2 separate regions of the Sus scrofa genome follow, and region 2 is linked to region 1. A link is a contact called in public Hi-C data. All regions are on one chromosome and are shown on one strand. The core of a region is the stretch at or near the end of the contact, and the rest is flanking DNA. Distances in the headings are between cores, read along the strand shown.

Region 1 (5,756 bases), core at 1,289-3,788:
GCATGTCCTGGGCGGGCGTGGATGTTACAGGGGCTGGGGTGGTGGGGGTGTCCCACAGAGAACCGGCTGCCTGGAGCAGGCATATCCGCCCTTCCAGCCGGGAGGGTGTTCACACAGAGCCTGAGTGATGGGAGCAGGCCCGGAGAGGTGGTTTGCTAGTTAGTGGCAGAGCTGGAGCCAAGGCCTCTTGACCCTAGGGTCAGGGTGGCATAGGAGGAGGGCTGAGAGGAGTGTGCAGATAAAAGCCAGCACCTGTCCGAAGGGCAAGAGGCACAGAGGGCCTGCCTGTGCCCCTCCTCACTGGGAGGCATTCCCTCAGCACTGTGCCACCCTCTTGAGGACCTGCTCAAAGTCCACAGTGAATCAGTGGCCAAGTGGGAGGAACACGGTTCAAAGCGCAGCTCAGGAAGGAAAGGGGCCCTGGAGGCTGAGAACACGGGGCAGGTTCCTGCTGGGTGAAGGGCTCCTGGGGCAGAAGAGAGGAGCTGGGAGCGGGCAGCCAGGTTGACAAGACAGCCAGAAACCAGGAAAGGGAGTTCTGGTTGTGGCTCAGTGGTAGTGAACCCAACTAGTATCCATGGGAATGTGGGTTCAATCCCTGGCCTTGCTATGGATCCAGCGTGGCCTTGAGCTGTGGTTTGGGGCACGCAAGCAGCTTGGATCCCGTGTTGCTGTGGCTGTGGTGTAGGCCAGTGGCTACAGCTCTAATTCAACCCCTAGCCTGGGAACTTCCATATGCTGTGGGTGCAGCCCTTAAAAAATTAAAAATAATAAAGAAACCAGGAAAGTCTAAGAGACTGAGAAAGGGAGGGTTTTCAAGAGCCGAAGCTGGGAAGGGGCACACGGTGGGGGCAGGGGCGGGGGCAGGGTAGAGCGGCTGTACAGTCTGTCCAGTGTTGGGGTCCAAGGCCTGCGAACCTCTGGCCCAGATGCTTCTTAGGAGGAAGGAGGGGCGAGAGGGACCAACTGACTGGCAAGCCTCTCAGGGCGGAGCCGAACCCCTGAGAAGGAGGGCGCACTAGAAGAGGAGGCAGAGCCCTCAGCCCTGGGCCTGAGTTTCTGTCTCTCTGGCTGCATCTTGAAGGATGGATGCAGAGAACCGGGAGCTCAGGGCCGTGGGGGGCACTGGCCTGAGAATATCCCCCCTTCCCACCCCCTGGTTGTCTCCCAGGCACGTGTGGGAAAAAGAGGACCATCTTGGGCAGGAGCTCCCAGGAGACACGTGATGTCCCCAACATGTCATATATCAACACAAAGGCGGGTAGGCTTCGCTCACCTGCTTCTTGCTACGGCCACACACACACCACCTGTAGGTTTTCCCAGCCACCAGCTCCACCTTGATGGGTGTTTTCAGGGCCACCACAGGCTTGGCTGGGGTTCTGGGGAACCATCGAGCCTATGGCAGAGAAGATGAGGGGCTCAGGGTCCACCCCACACCCTGGAAGCACTTCCTTGCCTGTGGCATCGTCCCGTCGCTCAAGGGCCATGGCTATCGACAGGCTTCCCCTGCAGGAGGCAGCTCTGATGCTAACCTACAAGGGCTCTCCCCGCCACCACAGTGACCCTTAACTGCAGAAAGAGAAGAGATTTCCAAGGCCACGCAAGCACATGGGTTTCTGGGTCCAGCCGCTTTCCCTTCAAACCCTGGCTCTCAGCCAGGTGCCAGGGAGGGCAGGGCCAGGATCTGCCAGCCCAAGGGGGGGCTGCCTGCACCTGGCTTGGCTTCCCAGGCTCGGCTGTTCCCAGCACCGAAGCCCGCTCCCTGCCCTGTGTGCTCTGGTCACCCAATCTGCCCTGAGCCGCTGAGCGATGTCTACACAGAGTCTCCGGCCGCAGTCCATGAAGCAAGGCCGACTCATCTGGTTCCCTCCTCTGGTCTCTTCTACCTTTGCAGTGTCTGGGCCTTGGGGACTTGGGTGGCGAGAAGGGCACACGGGGTGCAGGCGTGGGAAGGTAGGGGGACTACTTACCAGCCAGGAGGAGATGTCCCGCCTCTGGTTCAGCTTCTCAAGGCCACCAGGCGTCACGAGACGGTGATTCGGAAACAGAAATACAAAGTCAGTGGAAAGACTTCCAGAGGGAAGTCATCTGGGAGGGAAGAGACAACAGGGCTTAGGCGCCTGGGAGAAAGGCGCGGTAAGAATAAGGGGTCCCAAGAGAGGGAGGGGTGTTGCTGCGAGGTGCCGGCACCCAGCGGGCGCTCAGGAAGGGCTGCAAAGCACCGGGCGACGCAAGGGTTTGGGGGTGACCACGGGGGTAGAGGCGGGGGCCCGGCCGCGCGGGGCTGCGGGAGCTCACCCAGGCCGCCGGCCTCAGGAGCGCCCCCGCGCCGCCCATGCCGGCCCCGCCGCCACCGCCACGCCGCGCCGGCTCCGCCCCGCTCCCGGGTCACCTTCCCGCTTCCCCGCCTCCCGGCGGCCCGGCCCCGCCTCGGCCCGGAAGACGCCACGGGGTTCGCGCGGGTGCGGGCCGGGGGGCCGAACACCAGCTCCAGCCGCCGGAAGTCGAGTCCAGCAGCCGCCTCGGGCCCCGAGGGCGTGGAGGGCTCTCTGGCGCCCCCTTTGGTGCCCGCGTGTCTGCGGAAGACCCATCGGAGCATCGCCGCTCCTTTCCTCCCAGGGCTCCCCCTTGCCGGGGCGGTGCGGATACCTCTCACCGCCTAGGGAGGTGTGTGTTTGTTTTTGCTTGGGATGGAATCGGAGGTGTAGCCGCCGGCAGCAAAACGCCAGATCTGAGCCGCGTCTGCGACCTACACCACAGCACACAAGCAACAGATTCTTAACCCACTGAGCAAAGCCAGGGATCGAACCTTTGTTCTCATGGCTACTAGGTGGATACTAGTCAGATGCGTTTCCGCTGGGCCACGACGGGAACGCGAGAGAGCTTGTTTTTTTTTGTTTTTTTGTTTTTAAACAGATTCCCGCCCTGGCCTACATCTTACGTTCTTATGGGGAGGACACAGGTACCTGAATTTTCAGTATGCAAGCTGGGTATCTTGTGCATTCTATGAGCTAGTCTTCCAAGAGCTGAAAGAAATGTATTAGAGCATCCCCCCAACCCCCATCCTTTCTCAAGGTTCCCACAGTTGGCACTCCACCTCCCTTCCCCTTCAGTAAAGGCAGACAAAGCAGGGTCTCTGGATTTTTTTTTTTTTTTTTGTAAAACATTCTTTTATTAAAAGAACAAGTGCTGTTTACGAACTGCCCTTCGTACAAATAACATCCGTTATACAAAGATACAAGATCCGGGTTATGCACAATTCCAGGCTTGGAGGTGGCAGGGGAGGGGCATTGCCTTTTGGGTTGAGGATATAAAGGAGGCTTTTAGAAAAGAATGAAAAAGGAGCCCCTGGGTTTGCAAACTGTGGCTTCCCTTCCCTGCTCCCCTAGGAAGGGTCTGCTACATTGAGACAGGCTGGGATGGAAGAGGGGGACACGGTGGGAGCCAGGGTTTGGATCTCCAGTCCCACCACCTAAGTCCCAGATTGGGCTGGAGGAAGTGAACAGAGGGCAGTGAAGGCACCCCTCGGGCCCCAGCTTTTCAGTAGATCAAGTCCAAGTGGTTGGGAGCCAGACACGTTTAATCTGCATTGATGTGACTGGAGGGAACCAGGTGCCCCACTTTTCTGCAAATTCCCAGACATGAAGTGACCCGAATCCCTCCAGGCACCTGTCCCCAGGGAAATAAGTTGGGATAAAGGAGAACTGGGAGCAAGCTGCCTACCCCTAACTCTGGGCCACCACACACCAAGGAAGATGCTGGAAGCTGGCAGGGGGAGCCTGTGCCTTTGAAAACTCGTCTGCATTTCCAGTTGGGGAAAGGGAAGAAAGAGAGTCACCCTTTCTCAGAGCCGGCTCTTTCTCTTTCCCTGGCTCCCCTCATTGCCAAGGCCCTTCCTAGGAGGACTTCCCTAGAACTCAGGACCCGAGTAGGCAGGGGTGCTCTCATCGGCCTCAAGGTAAGGGCGCCTGGAGGCAGCAGTAGACCTTGGAGTCTGAGGGGTAAAACTCACATACACATAGAGAAAACTTAGAGAAGAAAAGGCAACCTTTAAAGTGTCATTGTCTCTGGAGAGGATCCATCAGCTCTGAGCTAAGACAGTCAGAGCTTCACAGATGCCCCCCACCTCGGGCACAGCCCTACACTCACACGGCACTCACACACACAGGGACAGACGGACAGCCACACGGAGGCAGTGCAGCGGGGCAGGAGAGCCAAGGACCAGGAGGCCAGGGTCCTGAGGGAGGGTCCTGGCTCTGCCCCTGAGCCCCTGCCCCTCCTAGGCTTGGAGCTATCACCTGTGAAGCGAGGAGCTGGCTCAAACAACCCCTAAAGGCAGGTGCCTTCCAGCTCAGACATTCCTGCACTAGTTGTGACCTCAGGGCCAGACACTGGCTCTGCATGCACGCCACACTCACACCTCCACGCTGAGGGTGATGAAATAAATACTAAGCTCCGCTCTGCTTTTCAAACTCCACTTCCGCCCTGCAAACCACATCCTTCCTCTCCCCTACACAGAGCGATCTCTGCGTCTGCATCCCATTCCCCTTCCAAATTCATCCTAGGAAAAGGGACTGATGCTGGGAGCGGGGAGTGTGGGGTCTTGGCAGCAGTACCCCTTGCCCGGGGACCCCACTCCCTCCTGAAGTGCTCCTGACTGACCTTACCTATGACAGGGCTCCCTCAAAAGAGAAAATGTACCACCTCTCTCATGCCCCCTGCCCCCAAACTGAGGGACAGCACCAACCCAGACCCAGCCTGGGTCCCTTCTTCAAATGTGACCTGCCTACCTGCCACTACACCCCAGCCTGGGGCAAGTCAGAAAACGGAGGCTCTTGGAGATGAACACCCAGACTCTGGGGGGCCGGTCCCGGTGCGCTGGGTCATCTACCGGGACCTCTCCTGGATCTACTCCCCTCCCCACCCCGAACAGAAGCTGACTTCAGCTCTGCGTGGGCAGGCCTTGGGCAAGGGCGTGGGTGTGAATGAGCAACTCTTCTAAGAATCTCTGAAGGTTATTTTCTTTTCAGTGGTTTGAGGGCAGGGAGTTAGAGAGCTTAATAGATGAAGATGAAGAAAACGCTGAACCCTACCCTTTTATAACTGGTATTTAGCATTAATGAAAAGTGAGTATTTCTGAGGTCATCACGACTGCCTCCCCCCTCCCCCCCCAAGCCCTTGCAAGTGCCTAAGAAATTGCCTCTGAAGGATTCCCACCCACCCCCTCCATTATCAGCTCCCTAACATCTTACAAAGTCTTATCAACAGGAATATTAATATTATTTTCAGTATCAGAAAAAAACCAGTTGAGCAGCACAGGCAAAAATATATCTGCACTACGTTTCTGTCGTTGCCAAAAATATACACATCTTCTTTTCTTTATTTAAAAAAAAAAAACAAAACAAAAACCCAGAACCAACAATAAAAACCCAAACAGAAACACACACACACACACACACACGCACACACACACACACAAATCCACACATGCAAAGAGACTGACTAGACGCGGGCATCAGGGAGGCTGGCCCCACTCCTCCCAGCTCCGACCCCAGGGCACGCCCAGACAGACAGGCCTCAACCTCGCCCCTCTCCTGGCTGTCCCGCCGGCCCTCAGCCTGGGTCACTAGGAAAGCCTCTGGGCAGGTGGGGACTCTTTAGGTGAGAAGTGCCGACTATACCCCGAGGGGGGTGGGGCGGATAGCTGGGGGGTGAAGGGACAGTTGTTAGGTCAGCGAAAGCTCAAATCTCCCCTG
Region 2 (5,572 bases), core at 296-2,795, 56 kb after region 1:
CAATTTTTCTGCATATTTGGGGGATGAGAGGCATAGTCATTCATTCACTTACAAATACATATTGAACACCTATGACATCTGGGCACTGTTATAGGCAGTGGGGAGGCAGCAGTGATGAAGACAACATTCTCAGCCGCTCATTTCCAGACTAATGGAAGAGACAGACAAAAAAGAAGAAATACATTCACAGATTTTCATACACCAGTAAGCTCTACAGAAACTAAAGAAGGATAAGGGGACAGAACAAGCTGAGGGGATGGGATCCTCCAGTTATCGGAATTTGTACTGGAATTCCCGTTCTCTTTGCTTTCCTCTTCCTGGGGGAGATAAGAAGAGAGTCTGTGTGTCCCTTCTGGTCTCCTCAACGTATTTTGGAATTTCAGGCCTCAGAAGGCAGAGTCTTGGGATCTGCCAGGGGGCTGCAGAGTCAGTCCCTCAGAATTTGCTCAAGGGGCCATTTAGAAACTAGAAATGGAAGACTATTTACTGTCTTCCGTGGGCGTTATAATTCTCCCTCTCTCCGAATTGATTCCTTTTTTTTTTTTTTTTCATCCTGCACACACTTACTGAATTCCTAACTCTTCATTCAACATTTCTTGAGCCCACTGTGTGCCAGGCACTGTTCTAGGCCACCGAAGCTGAGAGGTTAAGAACATTCTGCCCGCAGGAGTCCCTGCTGTGCAAAGCTTCCAAACCTCTTTTCTTCTTTTCTTTCAACTTTGTCTTTTTGAGATTCACCTATGTGGATTCACTTAGCCCCCTGCGAGTAGATATGAAGATTCCCATTTTACGGATGCGAAAACCATGACTGCTAAGGGAAAAAATGAAGTGCTTTGCAGTGACTGAACACCAGGACGCCACCGCGCCACGTGCAGCGGCGCGTTTCGCCCCCTGCGATCCCACCCGCGCACGCAGCCTCCTTTCCTCCCTCCCAGCCGCCGCCGCGCCGGGTCCACGTGTGTGTGTCTGTGTGAGGAATGGGGACGGGGGCGGTGCCGCTGGAGGGGTGGGGTCCGGGCCAACGTCACAGGCAGTGCCGCCCAATCAGCGGCGGGCTCGCGGCCCCGGCGCTGGTATTGGGGCAGCGAGGGGGCAGTTCTCTATAACGCGGTCTCCGGGAGCCAGCGGGGAAGAAAGAAGCCGAGCGGGCGGAAGGCGCCCTCCCCGCCGCCTGGGCCCGGGCACCGGGTGCCGGGCCCGGGGTCCTTCCCGCCTCCCGCGGCCGCCAGCCGCTTTGTTTCCCCAACCTCTGCGCTCCGGGCAACTCGAGAGGGGGCTCCCGCCCGGGCTGCGCAGGGATCGCGGCGGCAGGAAGGGCGGCCCACCGCGCCGGGACTCGCAGGGACCCAGGAGTCCGGCCGCCGGGAGGGCCGCGTGACAAGATCGAAGAGGGAGCCAGAGCTCCGCGGCCCAGGGGTACGGGCCGGGGGCGCCCGTGAGCAGAGACCTCCCCGTCGAGGGGGGGCGATGTTCCCCTCGCCCTTGGGCTCTTCGGGCAGCCAGGGCATCCCGCCGCTGGGACCAGGACCCCCGCAGTGGGCAACCCCCCGGGCGGTTCCATGGAGACTCTGTGCCCCGCTCCCCGCCTCGCAGTGCCGGCGTCCCCGCGAGGGTCGCCCTGCTCCCCCACACCCCGGAAGCCGCGTCGGGGGACCCAGGAGTTCTCTCCGCTGTGCCTGCGTGCCCTTGCCTTCTGCGCCCTTGCCAAACCCCGGGCGTCCTCTCTGGGCCTGGGGCCTGGGGAGCTGGCGCCGCGGGCCCCGGTGCTGCTGGGCCCTCGCGCCCCCCTGTGCACCGGCGGCTGGGCCCCGGATGGCCTGAAGCACCTCGCGGGACAGGCCGGGCGGTCCAGCGATCCCAATTCCCCGGCCCGCCAGGATGCCGACGCCGCAGTGTGCCGGGGCCGCAGCGAGGAGGAAGAGGGCGGAGGCAGTTTCCCGCACTTCGGCGCTCGCTCCGGTTTACCTCCCGGCCGCTGCCCGGCGCCCCGGCGCCCTCGGGAATCTCCGACCAGCTCCGCCTCAGCTCCGCCTAGGCCAGCCCCCGGTCTCGACTCCCAGCCTGGCTTCGCCGCCAGCCCGCATCAGGATCCCGGTTCCCGGCCTCCGCCGCCACCTGCGGGCCTCTCCTCTGAGCCGGCGGGGCCCCGGGCCGCGCCGGAGCCGCCCCTGCCGGGCCAAACGGCCGCAGTCGATGGAAACCCCCCGAAGGCCGCCCCCGAGGCACCGGCCGCCAGCCCCTCGACGGCCAGCGGAGCTGCGGCCGCGCCCGGCGATCTCCGCCAGGAACATTTCGATCGTCTGATCCGCCGGTCGAAACTTTGGTGTTACGCGAAGGGCTTCGCCCTCGACACTCCGAGTTTGCGCCGGGGGCCCGAGCGGCCGCCAGCCAAAGGGCCCGCCCGGGGAGCCGCCAAGAAACGCCGGCGGCCGGCGCCCCCCCAGCGCAGCGCGCAGCCCCGTCGCCCTGCGCCGACGCTCCCCACCACGAGCACCTTCAGCCTCCTCGATTGCTTCCCCTGTCCCCCGGCCTTGGTGGTGGGGGAGGACGGAGACTTAGGGCCCGCATCCTCGCTTCGCCTCCAGGGAGACTCTAAACCCCCGCCTGCCCACCCATTGTGGAGGTGGCAGATCGGGGGTCCCGCTGTGCCTGAGCCCCCCGGCCTCAAATTCTGGGGCATCAACTTGGAGCAACTCTGAGCGTGAGACCTCTTCTGCCTGCCAAGGGGGAAAAGTGGGGGCCACAGCCAAACTGCGCGCTCAAGGCTAGAGCCTCGTTTCTCACCTTCGCCTGTCCCCTTTAGGTTTTATGGGCTGTGGTCAGAGGGACCTCAGATGACAGTGATCTTCAAGCACCTAACTGGTCGAGGTGACACCCCCTCCCTCTCATCCTTTGGAGAGGACCAAGAGCTGGAGTCAGGAGAAGGCTTAACCGAGGAAAAACGCTTAATGACATAGATTCCAACCCCTCCTCTCTTCCACCTCCGATCTCTGGGGGCAGGGCCTTCACCCCAGGGGGAGCCGTGGAGGCTACCGCTCAAAGCCGAGGGGGGAAGAAAAGAGGGAGAGAGACCTTGGTGATGGACAAACCGGTTGTTTCTGTGGGCGAGCAGGGGCTGGGGGTGGGGGGGCTGGGGTGGGGGTGGGGAGGTGATTGGCAGCTCCCTGGGGGCATCCCCCACCCCCACCAGCCGGGCCTTTAACCCTTCACTCCCCACAGGCCTTCCCTAGCTTCTGAGCACCACTGCAGCCTTCGTGGGGGAGGGAGCAACTTAGGCGAGGGGGAGATCACCCCTTTCCTGTTCTTTGCCGAGCGCCCCCCCCCCACATCAAGTGACCCCGAGGTGCCGAGATCTTCATTCTCAGCCACCAGCCTCTCTCCCCTTTGTCCAGTTTTGGAGTTTCCCCCTTCCATTTTCCCTGTGTGCTTTCAGGGTATAAGGTCTGATGGGTAAAAGTGGACTCCCCACCCTGAGACACAGCCCCCTCCCCCCGCTGTCTCCTCAGGGGAGGAGGGGCAGGAGGGGCAGGGCCGAGGGGCCACCTCCCCTTCAGAAATGCAGACTCTGCCTGGGGAGGGAGCTGGAGAAGACCATCCCAGGGAAAGCAATGGAAGGTGGAAGAAATCAATAAAATCAGACCAAACAAGTTGCCTTTCCAGGTCCTCTCCAGCCGTTTAAGGATGGAGGGCGTGGAGGTAGAGGGCAGGCCTGGGTCCATTCTTCGGACACTGAAACTCGGCCCCCCGGCCAGGCTAGAGACAAGACATGCTGCTCTTTGGGGAGGAGGTAAAGGAAAGGGCTCTTGGCCGAAGCACCGGGTCCAGTGGGGTTTGCGGGGGGGGCAAAAATTTGGGTTTGGATGGGAACTGGGCTGAGGAACCTTTCAGCATCCTCCCCCCACCCAACCTCAGGCATTTCGGGAGTTGTCAGGGATCTGATGGATCCGAAAGGGGCAGGGCCGAGGGATTAGTTTTGAGGTCAGAAGTTCTGTTTTCCTGGGGGAGGGGAGAAATTGGCCACTAACTATTGCGCCCTCTGATCCCCTGGAGTCAGAGGGGAGTGGAGTGGCCGCCTCCTCCACCCAGGTGAGCCCTGGGGAGTCTAGCTCTTAGGGAGATTGCAGGTTTAGGTGGAAGGGGAACCCGGGGGTTGCCCATCTGCCCAGCAACTGAGGGACCCCCTGGCCCTTCTGCCCACACGAGCGGACATCACCCCCTTTTCCCCCCAAGATGGGGCGAGGGACAAAGAATTCCCACATATACTGGGGAAGGACCAGTTTCCTTTTCTGTGAAAATGCTGTAAAAAGTTTTTAATGTTTGCATAGAGCAGATTCTTGAGAGCGAGAGAGAAAAAAACAAAAAAACAAAAAACTTTTGGAAGACAAAAGTTCTGTTTGAAAAGCTGTCTCTTTTAATTTTTCTTTTGCTGGGGGTGGGGGTGGGGTGGGTGGGCGCGGGGTGGGCCCGGCTCTCTTTCTCCTCAACATCTGGCCTTTCTGAACCCTGCTGACCTCCCCTCCCCCTCCAGCTGTGTCGTGGGGAGGAGGGAGGAGGGTGGGGCCGCGCCTTCGTTCCTGTGCTTCAGGGGGGTCCATCTTCTCTCGTGCCCCCCAAGCATGGGGAAGACAGAGGCAGAAAGCAAGATGTGAGGGGTGGGGAGGGAGTCGCCGGGAAGAGGGGGCAACGTTTGCAAGGAGAGATTCTGGAAGGCAGACTCCATCCTTTTTCGTCGGGTCAGCTTCGGCCCGCTTTACCAACCTGGGGATTTCAGGGGTGAGCCCTGAAATCCTCTTTCTTTCGCAGACTCCTCTTCTTTTCTGGGGAGTGAGAGGGGATGCTTTCCTTTGGCTTCCCATCTCCTTCAAGTCATTTAATCCTCAACCTGGAAGAAGTTGGGCAGAGAGTTAAGAAACACCTTCTGGCCAGACCTGGAACTCCGCTCCTTGCTGAATGATTTAACTTGGAGAAGCTCAGAGCTGGAAGCAGCCCTAGAATCTTTCCAGTCACTTTGCAGAACAGGGAACTATATTAGGTTCCTAGGGCTGCCCGAACACATTGCCAAGTCCCTGGTGGCTTAAAACAACAGAGATTTATTTTCTCAGCATTCTGGAAGCGGCAAGTCTGAAATCGAGGTGTCTGCAGGGCCACGCGCCCTCCAAAGCCTCTGGGGGAGACCCTCTTACCTCCTCCGGCTTCTGGGGACTCCAGGTCTTCCTTGGGTGGTGGCTGTCATACTCCAAACTCTGCTGCCATCTTCACGTGGCCTCTCTTCTCTGTCTCTTATGAGGACGCTTATTGGATTGAAGGCTCGCCTGGATAAGGCCGCATGATCTCATCTTGACAGTCTTAACTTGTTTCCATCTGCAAAGTCCCTTTTCCAAATAAAGGCACGTTCACCGGTTTTAGGGGGCAGTGGGGTTAGGATGGGAACTTATCTTGTTGGGTACCACTCATCAGCCCACTACAGAAACCAAGTTCCAGGGTGGAAAACTCACTCAGACTTTGTGTGGCAAAGAAGTCTGTCCTGGATCGGTGTGGGGTGCAACCCTTCTTGAACCGGGGTTGGGGGGCA

The links. Hi-C and Micro-C count contacts between places; a contact is called where the count stands out from the background.
Region 2: a contact with region 1 is called in a Hi-C map of epiblast stem cells, with 3 times the contacts expected there. The contact joins the promoter of EPOP here to the promoter of CISD3 in region 1. A contact is called at or near these places in 2 of 5 promoter capture datasets (fetal liver and liver), 32 of 47 Hi-C or Micro-C datasets (adipose tissue, alveolar macrophages, blood and 16 more) and 2 of 2 datasets of contacts at active chromatin or transcription factors (alveolar macrophages and skeletal muscle).

The regions. Positions count from the first base shown.
Region 1 is chr12:23,377,049-23,382,804 of Sscrofa11.1, forward strand. It overlaps CISD3 (CDGSH iron-sulfur domain-containing protein 3, mitochondrial), which reads right to left and starts at 2,539. Exons shown (of 4, transcript XR_002337144.1): 1 at 2,393-2,539; 2 at 1,971-2,088; 3 at 1,277-1,396. MLLT6 (protein AF-17) reads right to left here. Exons shown (of 21, transcript XM_021067068.1): 21 at 3,142-5,756.
Region 2 is chr12:23,433,843-23,439,414 of Sscrofa11.1, forward strand. EPOP (elongin BC and Polycomb repressive complex 2-associated protein) reads left to right here and starts at 1,546. Exons shown (of 1, transcript XM_021067069.1): 1 at 1,546-4,393. The coding sequence starts at 1,560. The coding sequence ends at 2,699.